Regions from separate parts of the Macaca fascicularis genome. Here region 1 is linked to region 2. Evidence: chromatin contacts called from public Hi-C data. All regions are on one chromosome and are shown on one strand. The core of a region is the stretch at or near the end of the contact, and the rest is flanking DNA. Distances in the headings are between cores, read along the strand shown.

Region 1 (6,272 bases), core at 885-3,384, 480 kb before region 2:
GTGCTCTAAAAAAGCAGCGCAAGTCACAGCCTACATAGAACGGTAACTGTCACCAGGATAATAAAGCACAAAGATATGCTAATAACGTTAACAAAAGAAAAAAATGCCTTTATAAGTACATACCTTTTGTCGTCAAAAAAAAATATAGAAACACAATGTATTCAAAAAAAAATCAAAATTATACAGCCATGTTTATGAAGTCTACATTTCCCTTGTCTTGGATATATATATATATGGAGATATATATATACAATTCAAGCAGTTTTAATTAAGGGTAATCATTGGGTTTTTCTGAAACCGGAAAGTCACGAGTCTCTCTCTTTTTTCACTTTCACATCTCCAGCAAGGATGGTTGCAATTTCCCCTTGCATAAAGGCCCAGGGGACATTGGAGCCCACAAGAGGGCATTTTTCCCCACTGGGACAATAGACCTCTCCACTAGCTCCCTGCTGTTTGATGCTTTGTCTGGAGCAAGGGAAGCAGAACTTGTGCGAAGGGACGGACGGGCACTGCACAAAATGGGTGTCCTCCAGCCGCTCGTGGCAGAGGGTGCAGCACAGCGGGGCACTGGCTGCCAGAGAGGAGTCCGGGAGGCTGGCAGGGTGCACTGGCTCCAGTCCTCCTGTGTTGCCTGCTCCCTGGCCCCCCACCTCTCTGGGGCCCAGCCTTCTTTGGTTCATAGAGGACGGAGAGGGCGGACTGTTGCTATTCCTCCTGGTAGTGGAGTGAACCTGGTTGGCATCTTTTGAGGCATGACTGCCCCCTGCATTGTCTGCTACTAAGATCAGGGCTGCCATGGGGGACTGGCCATTCTGGGCCGCTTCAGGCGGTGTGGTCCGGTTGGAATGAGGTGAGGCAGTGGGTGGTGGCGGAGACACAAAAGAGGATGTAGGAGTCATGGGGATCTTGAGCCCTTCTGTGGATGTGGACAGCCACGGCTGGGCCTCTCCATTGATCTTAGGGGGCCCGACTTCACCTTCTGGTTCTGGAGAGGGCTTCCTTTTCCTTGCTGTTCTTGCAACTGGAAACACAAAGAAATAAAAGGAAAAAGGAAACATAAATGGCGGTGCACTGAAAGGGATCCTTCCCTTCCTAACCCGAAACAAAACTCGTTACAGAATTCCTCCTCTCTAAAAGCACAGACGGAAAACCCTCCTACGAGTTTCAGGTGCACATACACGCAACTTGAAACATTTAGGCGTGTGGGGTTCTGAGGCAGTAGACTGAAAATAAAACGGAGCCACTGAAAATGGCAGGCTTGTAACTGCCTGTTTTTACACATGCACAAAAGTACCCTAGTTTGCACTGGGCATGTGACTGCTAATGTCCCCCAATAGGTTAAAAGGTGACTAGTGCCCTCATGCTCCCATCCAAGAATGTGCTGGGAAAGGAAAACCCCGTGTCAGAGCGTATCAGCCCAGTCTGACTCATCTCTGTTATGCTGCTTCAGCACATGAACACGTTGCCACTAAGCACTGGTTCCGCCTCAGGCAGATCAGGAAGTGGGGTGTTTGTTGTTTCTGAGCTGGGGTAAAATGGTGAATCGAAAGAACCACCCCTCCTCTGCTCTCCGTCCCCTTTTCTCCCCTAGAACCCCTCACTTCACAGCCGCCCCTACCTGCTTTAGACCCGTTGGCCCCGTTGGCCTCGAAACCCAACAACCTGCCTGCAGTCAGGGCCGGCTCCTTCTTAAACTTGCTCTCGAAGGGCCCCGAGTGGCCGTGCTGGTGCAGCGCCAGCAGCGTGTCGCGCACGGTCTTGGGCCTGTTGACCCAGTCCTGCTCTCCAGACCCGCGGCTCTTGCCCGCACCTTCCGCGCTCAGCTCGGCGGCCCCGGCCGCGGTGGACAGGCTGTCCGCCGGGCCCCGGTGCGCAGGCGGCGGCGGTTGCTTCTCCTTGGCTGCCGCCTCGCGCTGCTCGTGCTCCACGGCCGCGCTGCTCGACACGGATGCCGGCCGCTTGTGGGCGCCCAGGTCGGTGGGCTGCGCGGAGCCCAGGCTGGCGGCCGCGGTTCCGGACACCGCGGCTAAGGAGGCGGCAGCGCGGCCGCCGAGGCCGAGCGCGGTGGGCAGCGGCGTGGCCGAGCCGTTCATGAGCGGCACCAGGGTGGGCGGCACCGCGTGGCCGCGCCGCGGGTTCGGGCTCTGGCGATTCAACTCGGGAGGCTCCTCTAGCTTGGAGAAGCCGTTGGGCACCAAGATGCCGTTCACGGGCGGCGGCTGCGGCGTCGGCGGCTGGGCCAGGCTCGCGGCCGGACGACTGCCGCCGAAGTCAGAGCCGAGGCGCGGGGGCCGCTCGGCCGCGGCCGCCAGGGGGTAGCGCTCCAGGGCCTGCGGCGCGCGCGGGGCCGCCTCGGGGCCGCCGTGGCCGAGCTGCTGCTGCTGCTGCAAGAGGATGTCCTTGGCCGAGAGCGGCGGCGGCTTGGCGGCGGCCGGGGCCGCGGCGCCGGGCGGGGAGCGACCCTCCGGGAAGCAGCCGTGCGCCCGCTTGAGCTGCCGCGCTGTCTCGATGACGAACTCGACGCGGTCGGCGCCCTCGTAGTTGACGCAGCCGCGGCACACAGGTTCGGTGAAGTCCCAGATCATGGCCCAGGGCATGCGGGGCAGATCACACAGGTAGCACGACTGCCGCCGGGACGCGGCCGCCACCGCCACCGCCGCGGCCATGTCCGAGGAGCCCGCGGCGCCGGAGGAGGAGGAGGAGGGGGCGCCGCCGCCGCCCCCCACCGGCACCACGCGCGCCCTCCTCCCCCCCCAACCCCGCGTCTCCCCCACCAGCGGCGGCGGCGGCCGCAAAGGCGGCGGCGGCGGCGGCAAAGCCCGCGAAGGCTCGGCGCCCGCGCAGCGCCCCCGGTGCACGAGGGGCGGCGGGCGCGAGGCGAGGGGCTGCAGCCGCGGCAGCAGTTCCCCCCGGCCGGCGCGGGCGCGGGCGGGCGGCGCGGTGCGGCGGTGCGGCGGGCGCGGCGGCGGGGGCTCGGCTGGAGCCGCGGCGGGCCTCCAGACCGGGGCGAAGACGGGCCGCGCGGGCGCGGGGGAGCGCAGCAGGTCGCGGCGGCGGCCGGCACAGTGTGCGGGGCGGGGGGCGGGGAGGCCGGGGGGGCAGGGGGCGGGGGGCGGCCGCCGGGGCAGGCTCAGCCCGAGCGGCGGGGCATGCCGCGCCGGGGCGGCGGCGGCTGGGCGGCGTGGAGCTCGGGTGCGGCGCAGGCCCCGGGTCGCTCCGCCGCTCTCTCACAGCTCCTGGCGTCGCCGCTCTCCAGCGCCAGCGTCAGCGGCCAGCCCGCCTCAGCTCTGCCGCCGCCACCGTCGCTGCTGCTGCTGCCGCCGCGGCCGCTCCACTTCTACAGACTTGATTCTTCGACAGTCTCGCACAGCGCCTGCGCGGGCCCCCTCCCCTCGGGCGCGTGCCCGCCCTCCCGCGCGCGCGCTCCCCTCCCCCCTGCGCGCCGAAGGAGCGCTGTCGGGAGAGCCGGCTCTGTGGCGCCCGCCCGCTCGCGGGGCAGCGCGGCAGCGCAGCGCTGGTGTCCCCTCGGAACACGGCGCAAAGTGGTCGTGTGCTTTTCCTCCACTTTCCCTCACTTCACGCCCCACCCGGCTGTCTCGACCACCCTCAGGATGTTTTCCCCTGGTGTGCCTCTGGACCAAATCGTGCTAAAAGCCATTTCTTTTTCTTTTATGCAAGGCCACTTTGTCACTTGGTTTCCGTCAGTCTCCTGAGAATGGGGATTTTAGGTCTAGCGTGGTTCACAGTTCTGGTTTTTTAGGAGTTATACTTGAAAGCTCAATGTCGGACACAAGAGCATGAAATCCGTCACTGGTGCTTTGCATTTGCATTTGTCTTGGGAAGGACATACCCGCCGCCTGCCCCTTTTACTAACTAGGGAGAATCTGGATGTTCCCAAGCCCAGCACCACGTGCACACGCCGCCAGCTGGCTCGCGCGTTTTCCACGGAGCCCTCTGGAGGGGAGGGAGCGCGGTTCGGATTAGCAGCTCGCGAACACCAAGTGCTGCTCTTAGCCCCGTCCAGCCCGCCCTGTTCAGCTAGGGCCTCGCCGCGCCAGTTGCCCCGGCCGCCTTATGTAGGTCTGCGCGGCGGGCGCGTGACGTGGACTCGGGACCGTGGGCGGCCGCCGCCGCGTGTGCGCACGCTCCGCGCAGACGTGCCTCGGCGCCGCTGGCACTAGGGCCTCGTGGAACGAATGCACATTCCAGGGATCCGGGGTGTACGGCCAGCGCGACCGCGTCACAGCGCAGGCCCCACCCCCTTCGGCGAGTCTGGGCGTCCAGGCGCCGCCCCGGGCCCGAACTTGGACTCGAGGTGGCGGGAGGCGCGGGCGCGAGTCGTGGGGGGAAGTCCTGCTCGCCTCCGCGGGGTCCCCGCTGGCCGTGGGGGCGACCGGCTGGCTGGCTCGCCGTCGCGCAGGGCGGGCCGCCGATGGGGGCAGACTTGCGCCCTATATGCCACCCAGGCTGGGGTAAGCCCAGCCCAGCCGCGCGGCCTTCAGCTCTGCCACCGTTGGCAGCCTCAGACTCAGCCCAGACTGAATTGAATGCTTGAGTTTCGCACTTTTATCGGGAGGAGGAGCTGGTGTGTGTTATGGTAAATCACTTTGGGCTGGTCGTTAGTCTCCCTAATACACGTAGGCTTAGTCGCTCTTCAATTGGGACTTTTACACTTCAGCTCTTTAAGGGCGGCCTCTGGGGCTGCTTTTGTTGGGAACACAGGCCCACAACTCTCCCTTGAGACTGGAATGAGCTGGTTAAGTGTGGGAAGAACAGGGTACTAATTATATTATCTTTCCTACAACTGGATTGGTAGGTGGAGAGAAAAAAAAAATCCTGCTGACGTTTCTCTCTAGTCGTTGCTATTGAAAATACCAGGTTGCTTCAAAGGATTAACCACAAGGAAGAGGAAAAACACCCTTAGAGAAACAGTGGAGGGAGCTGCTTAAAACACATGAAAAAACCTGTTCGAAAATGGCACAGAAAACGTAATGTCAGACCTAAATGTTTTTACAGGCTAACCTTGAATGCCTTTTGGGGATTTCCATAGAAGGTGCGCTTGCTTTAAAGGTCTCTCCATCTGTTCCTGGATCTTGCCCTGCAATTGCAATCCTGCCTCACCCTCTCCAAGCTGGGAGAACGGGGCCTGCCCAGATCCTTCCCGGGAGTAGCTGGTGCCAGCGGGTTTGGTCACTCCCAGGCCCTGCTGTTGCACACCACTTTGAAGACCTGTCCCTTTGGTCATCCTCCTCAGAGACCCTGTGACAGTCATTCCAGCACATGGCTTCACCCACTGCGTCACTGCCCAAAGGGGATGAAGTCCAGTCCTTGTGCTGCAGAGAAATGAACCAACTGAACGCCCCCAAGAGACGGCCCCACTAAGCACTGACTGAAACATATTAAAAGAAAACACAACCCACCATTAGAGCTGTGGCCTAATTATACTCATTTCTCTGCAAGCTGGTACTGTAATGGCCTCAAGGGAGAGCCTGCCACTCCATCCCCAAATAGAATTAGAGATACAAATTCTGCCTTGAGAGATACTAAGATCTTTGTAGAACAGAGCTTTTCTTCTCCAAAGGAAGAACATTTCCTTCTTACTTTACACTGCCAGTTTCATGTCGAAACTGAGTTGTTGTAACTTCCCTAATGAAATGCCCGATGGAAAATGGAAAGGCTATTTTAGTTCTGGGCTCGATCTGGAATCAAGGGGGTTAAGGCTGGATCCAGGGCAGCAATTCCTTATATTGTATCAGAAGTCTTTCATGCTGCCTGGCCTTTCATGTAGCTCTGAAGCAGCTTTATCGATGTATGCTAAGTAAACATAGCTTTGTTTTTGTCTTCCACCCACCGTTCCCTCCCGGCACAGACTGGAGTTGGATCCCGTCCAAAGCGGCTGCTGCAGCAGTTACAGCCGCCTCCTCCACACACAGGAGCAGGGTTTCTAGGGTGAGGCAATGCGTCTGCAATTCGCAGAGACAAGGCAGGAATTGTAATTGTAGTTCATCATGTGATGACTTATGAAAGAGGAAGTTGGTATGTTTTAGTCACGTAGACTCTGCCCTCTTGCTTAAGGCACCAGGTCCTCTCAGAAGAGAATTATGCTCATCTTTGCCACCCAGAGTCAAGGTTACCGGGTTGGCTGCAGTGTGCTCCTGCACATTCATATACCGTACAGGCAGGCAGATGCTGGGCCAAGTGTCGGCGAAGCAGCGGGATGAGGCTGGCTTTTCACCAGAACACTGAAATGTTGCAATTTGTCTTAAGGACTA
Region 2 (6,346 bases), core at 2,095-4,594:
TCTGTTTTTTTTTTTTTTTTTTTTTTTTTTGAGATAGAGTCTCACTCTGTCGCCCAGGCTGGAGTGCAATGGCACGATCTCAGCTCACTGCAACCTCCGCCTCCCGGGTTCAAGTGATTCTCCTGCCTCAGCCTCCCGAACAGCTGGGATTATAGGCACCTGCCACCATGCCTGGCTAATTTTTTTATTTTTCATAGAGATGGGTTTCACAAGGTTGGCCAGGCTGGTCTCGAACTCCTGACCTCATGATCTGCCCACCTTGGCCTCCCAAAGTGTTGGGACTACAGGCGTGAGCCATCGCACTCAGCCAATTGCTAAATTTTTACCATTCCATTTTATCAAACAAAAGAGAGGCAGGACTTGGATATTTCTTCATCCACAGGTAGTAAGATCAGGCTAATAATGGACAGGTGCAGTGGCTCATGCCTGGGTGACAAGGGGGAGACTCTGTCTCAAAAAAAAAAAATATGTGTGTGTGTGTGTGTGTGTGTGTGTGTGTGTGTGTGTGTGTGTGTATCAGGCTAATAATGATGCTCAAGGGCAAATTACCAAGGATCTGGATGTAAATGGCAGGGGGCTGGGGGTTGGATAGGAAGGGACAGCAGGCCAGTTGGCAGGAGGGTGTTCACTGCCCTCCATGCACCAACCCCGGCTGGTCTCCTTTCCTTGATGGCGAAGCACCATTAACAGGCCTCCTCTAGCTCTGGAAGCAGGAGTCTTGTCCTTGAAAATCATAGTTTAGGCTGGGCACGATGGCTCACACCTGTAATCCTAGCAGTTTGGGAGGCCGAGGTGGGTGGATTACCTGAGGTCAGGAGTTCGAGACCAGCCTGGCCAACATGGTGAAAACCCGTCTCTACTAGAAATACAAAAATTAGCCAGACGTGGTGGCTCGTGCCTGTAGTCTCAACTACTTGGGAGGCTGAGACACAAGAATCCCTGGAACCCGGGAGGTGGAGGCTGCAGTGAGCAGAGATCACGCCATTGCACTCCAGCCTGGGCGACAGAATGAGACTCCATCTCAAAAAAAAGAAAATCATGGAGTTTGAGCCCCGGGAGGCTTGGGCGAATTCAAAACCAAGCACAGGCCTGGCGTGGTGGCTCACGCCTGTAACCCCAGCACTTTGGGAGGCTGAGGTGGGTGGATCACTTGAGGTCAGGAGTTCAAGACCAGCCTGGCCAACATGGTGAAATCCCTTCTCTACTGAAAATACAAAAACCTAGCCAGGCATGGTGGCAGGCGCCTGTAATACCAGCTACTCAGGAGGCTGAGGCAGGAGAATTGCTTGAACCGGGGAGGCAGAGATTGCAGTGAGTCGAGATCCTGCCACTACATTACAGCCTGAGTGACAGAGAGAGACTCTGTCTAAACAAAACAAAACAAAACAAAGAGTGCAGTTCATTCCTCTCCCTTTCTTCTCCACGATCTGAGAGGGAGAGTTTAAGAAACGCAGATGCCCAGGCTCCACTCACAGCCACTTAGAAGCAGGTCTTTCAAAACTGCCATCCCTAAGACCACCCTCTTCGCTCCCCTCTACACATGGTCTTCCCCAGCCTTCCCCATCACAATCGAGAGCTCTGCGTTCCACCTCCAGCAAACACCTGGAGACTGTCCTTAACTCATTCCTCCATCACGTTCCACATCCAATACATAAGAAAAGAATGTCAGCACCACCTTCCCAAGAAATTCTGAATTACGTATCACCTCCCCTAGCATCCAGAGTCACACACGGCCCCACAACCAACAAGGTCCTCCTTACAGGACCACACCCCTGCTCACCGCCCTCACATAGTCTCTTGCCACCATCCAAGAGCAGCGTCCTCCTCCAAGCTTTGGACAGGCCACCCTCATTCCCCTCTCAGGGCTTTTGCCCCAGTTGTTTCCTGCCCTGGAATGCTGGTCCCCTAGTCTGGCTCCTTCTTCCCTTTGTGGAATTGCTCGTGCAGACGCCGTCTCTGATTCGCTATCTAAAATTTTTGCTCAGCCAGGCACAGTGGTTCATATCTGTAATCCCAGCACTTTGGGAGGCTCAGGTGGGAGGATCCTTCGAGCCCAGGAGTTCAAGACCAGCCTGGGCAACACAGCAAAACCCCATCTCTACAAAAATATTTTTAAAAATTAGCCAGGCATGGTGGTGCACACCTGCAGTCCCAGCTACTCAGGAAGCTGAGGCGGGAGGATCACTTGAGCCCAGGAGTCTGAGGCTGCAGTGAGCTATGATCACACCACTACACTCCAGCCTGGGACACAGAGTGAGACCCTGTCTCAAAAAATAAAATATCCAGGAGCAGTAGTTCACACATGTAATCCTAGCACTTTGGGAGACCAAGGGGGGTGGGTCACCTGAGGTCAGGAGTTCAAGACCAGCCTGAGCAACATGGTGAAACCCCGTCTCTACTAAAGATACAATAATTAGCTGGGCATGGTGGCGGGCACCTGTAATCCCAGCTACTCAGGAGGCTGAGGCAGAAGAAGTGCTGAACCCGGGAGGCGGAGCTTGCAGTGAGCCGAGGTCACACCACTGCACTCCAGCCTGGGCGACAGGGCGAGACTCCATCTCAAAAATAAAATAAAACAAAACAAAATAAAATAAAATAAAATAGTTGTTTTCCTCCTCTCCTACCCTCCCCTCTAGCCAATCTCTGTCCCCTTATGCATTTTTATTGTCCTTATAGCATGTCACTCTCTGAAATGATTTCTTCTTAATTTTATGTGTTGACTGTCTCCTATGAGCACCATAAAGGCAGGGTCACATCCCCCTCATTTACCACTGGAATGGAACAATTCCTGGGCCAGAACAGTGTGCTCAAAAAGCATCTGTTGATCCCTCCAAGAGTCCAGTAACTTCAAGCAAGCTGAGCAGGAAAGAGCACCAACAACTCTCGAGTTGCCAATGGCCAGTTTCAACACCTCAGACAGTGAGGCCCACGGCCGAGCTCCTGCCATTGCATCTGAGGCCTCCAGTGCTAAGGGAAAAGCCCTGGGCCTCTTCCACTTTTGGCCTCCTTCTCTGCTGGGGCTGCCCCACTTTCCACAGGAGTTGGTGACGGGGCACGAGTTGGCCCCGGCAGTCCACGCCCAGAGCCCCGGGCAGGAGAGCACCTTCTCCCTTTCTTGGCCTCACCACCAGGACCGGCAGCTTTTCAATTCCCCCATCTGCAAGACAGGGACAAAGAATGCTTTGTCACCCCACCTACTTCTCACGGGTGTTATGAAACAACTGTTTGCTCGGAAAACACTTTGAGCAACTTGGGGAAAGGTGCCCGGGGCTCAGATGACGCCTGTTGCATTCGATCCAGGCCAAGAAAGTGCTGTGCCAACTAGTCATCCGGTCACCGCCGCACCCCCTGGAGGGGCGGGAGGCACAGCAGCTTCTCCTGTGTCTGCAAGCCTGTGTCACCAAGCCCGCTGGCCATGCTGCGGTCCCAGAATCTGCCCACAAGGTGTGTGCGTGTTCCTGGGGCTGCCTGAGCCGCTGGTTTCAGCAGAATCTGAGCTCTCTATGGGCCTGGACAGTGGCCTCCAAACACCCAACCTACCCTTAGCCAGGAAGAAGGGCCGAGGGTCACCTGGGGTAACCTAGCTGAGCTCCTGCCCTGCAGGGCGGGGCTTAGATTTTGCTGCCAGCATCCCGGGCAGGGAGCTGGGAACAAAGGCGTGGTCTTGGCTCCCCAGCCTGGGGAGGGCAGATCGTAACCTGCAGGCAGGCAGGTGCCTCCTGAGCCGACAGCAGTGGCAGCAGCCACCTAGTTACCATGACAACCATACTTGGCCACCATCACTCTGTCCCCAAGAGGGGCCGGCCCCAACCCTGACCACGCAGGGTCCCCCAGGGCTGCCCAAGGTTGAGAACGGAGAAGAACCAAGGCGAAGGCAGGCTGAGGGCCCATGGGCCCACCTCCCCTTTGGTCGACAGCTCAGTCTTAGCTTTGGACTGGACATTGGACTCAAAGGTGGGACAGGCCTCTCTCTCTCTCTGCAGCACCCACCCCAGGCTGCTGCGTCAAGATAAACCCTCTCCCTCCAGGGGACTTCAGCAAGGCCTTTCGCCGACAGTGCACAGCAGACAGCATGCAGGTTTAATTATAACTCTCTCGCATAGGCAGGGCTGGCTATATACAGTATGTCTGCCTGTTACTAATTATATTTACTTTCAAACGAAGTGGGGGGAGATCTTCTGAAGATGAGTCAGAAAACAAAAAAGCCCTTCGTTGTTATGAAAGCAGGGGAACGTCTCCTGAGAGCGTCTGGAGCGGCGCTGTCACTGCCTGACAGTGGAAAACCTGAGCGCCAAGCCAGCCAACCCGGTAAACACCACATGCTGGCTTTCCTGGCCCAGCGTCCCTTCAAGCCAGAGCCTGAACTGCATACCAAGCCACAGTCGATAGGAAAGGCGTTCTCCCTCCCGGACAGAGCAGCACGTAGAGCCTGGCTGGCTCTTCCTGCAAAGACAGGGCGACTCGGCGATCTGCTGTCACCTTAATTGGGAGGCAGTGTTCCAGTTGAAACACAGCAAAGGTTTTTTCCCTCATCAAAGGAGAAGCATTCTGACCAGATGGCTGAAATGAAAAGGCTTCATCCTCAGCCTCCACACAGCCAACGGTGTTATTAATAACAACACTGCGAATGCCACAAATCACATGTGAACACCTAGAAACCCAAAATAGTCACCACATGCAGAGCAGAAGTCGTCCGCGCTTTGGCGGCGATTAGATCATTGTGCTAATTTCAGCTGGACGCGGCCTCACGCACACGCATGTGGACTCACAGCCGTGTCTGTCTGTGTGTTTGAGGTCTGCAAGTGTGAAGTGCCCGTGGCTGTTTGGGGGGAACTGGTCTCCAGGCCCCACTCAGCCATCAGCTGCCTCCTCTGAGAAGACTGCGTGGGCAGCCCTGCCTCCTCTCCACACAGACGCCAGAGAGTAAGCCCAGCCGAGGGTGACACATCCGCCCAGGAGAGCCGTGCAAACTCACACTGTTCAGAATGGCTTTTCCAATCATTTTTTAAACAGCCACACTTGTTTTGTTTGCTTTCTTCCAGGAAGGCTGCACTGTTTTGGAAAAGCAGGGGGAGGACATTTTTTTAAATGAGTTCACTTCCTGAGTCTTTAAAATATTTCCCCGTAGACAGAGTATTGAGAAGCTGTGGCCAGAGGACACAGCGGTCTCAGGTGGGCGGCACCCGGAGTATGAGGATGAGGGCATGTCCCCTGATGCGCGCTCTTCACAAGCCATCCGCAGGGGAACTGAAGTTGGCAACCAGACAGCAACGAAAGAGCCGGGAGAGCGTCCCTTCCCAAACCCCCACCCCACTTCCCATCACCCTCCAAGAAAATGTTTCTAAAGCCAGTTTGGAATTCGGAATGGGTTTTCCTGTTTGTCCAGGCAAGGTTGAATTATGAAATCACACTATTCAAAGGAGAAGAGAAAACATAGATATGAGAGATTAGTCACTGAAGATTTTATTAGGAAGGAATTATGACGTAGACAGCATGAATCAAAGTGCTTTTTCTCAGGCATTATTTTACCCGTTACTCGTGGTCGCCCTGTGAAGCAAATGGTGGTACGCCTATTTCACAGGTAAGGCCCCGAGAGGTGAGGCGGCAATCCCAGGGACCCTCTACCCACTCCCACAGACTAAGTCAGCTTCCCTGCTGTACCCCTTCTTAGCAATCTGCACCATTCCTTCATTGCTGGAGGCATCACTGGAAGCAAAAGTTATTTGCAGGGTGAGTTGGCCTATGTCGATCACTCCCCATTAGAATGAAAACTCCATGAAGACAGGCACTTGTCTTGTTCACGAAGGTGCCCAGACTGGGCACAGTGCCTTGAGCACAGTAGCTTTGAAGTATGTATTTATTGAAGAGATTTAAAAAAAAAAAAAAAAAGCCAGGCATGGTGGCTCCCACCTGTAATCCCAGCACTTTGGGAGGCCGAGGCAGGTGGATCACTTGAGGTCAGGAGTTCAAGACCAGCCTGGCCAACATGGCAAAACTCCATCTCTACTAAAAAATATATATATTTTATGTGTGTGTGTGTGTGTGTGTGTGTGTGTGTATGTGTATATATATATATCACGCAGTGGCGGGCGCCTGTAATCCCAGCTACTTGGGAGGCTGAGCTTGAACCCGAGAGGCAGAGTTTGCAGTGAGCCGAGATCACATGACCTCACTCCAGTCTGGGCAACAGATCAAGACTCCATCTGAAAAACAACAACAACAACAACAGAAAACAAAACAAAACAACAACAAAAAGAACCTCTTGTTCTGAAGGAAGAAAGAAGCCCAAAAAGAGAAACATGGCAGCGCTGAGCATGCCAGCAGAAACACACATGATCCTTTTCAA

The links. A called contact is a pair of places that touch in the nucleus more often than the background predicts.
Region 1: a Hi-C map of liver shows a contact between it and region 2, with 4 times the contacts expected there. The contact joins the promoter of LOC141407064 here to the enhancer-like site in region 2. A contact is called at or near these places in 2 of 2 Hi-C or Micro-C datasets (liver and skeletal muscle).

Annotation. Positions count from the first base shown.
Region 1 is chr1:14,522,264-14,528,535 of T2T-MFA8v1.1, reverse strand. It overlaps LOC141407064, which reads left to right and starts at 2,134. Exons shown (of 9, transcript XM_073994398.1): 1 at 2,134-6,272. The coding sequence starts at 2,665. The coding sequence ends at 3,651. It overlaps IRF2BP2 (interferon regulatory factor 2 binding protein 2), which reads right to left and starts at 3,341. Exons shown (of 2, transcript XM_005539751.5): 1 at 1,619-3,341; 2 at 1-1,021. The coding sequence starts at 2,666. The coding sequence ends at 306.
Region 2 is chr1:14,047,894-14,054,239 of T2T-MFA8v1.1, reverse strand. It overlaps LOC135970700 (a long non-coding RNA gene), which reads right to left. Exons shown (of 2, transcript XR_010586541.2): 2 at 481-6,346. Among named protein-coding and RNA genes, the nearest start is that of TOMM20, 58 kb to the right of the region's middle. Within about 2 kb of position 3,344, at least 1 of the 6 cell types and tissues checked has an H3K27ac peak or open chromatin away from gene starts, as enhancers often do. A contact at or near this core is called in liver, where this site is marked.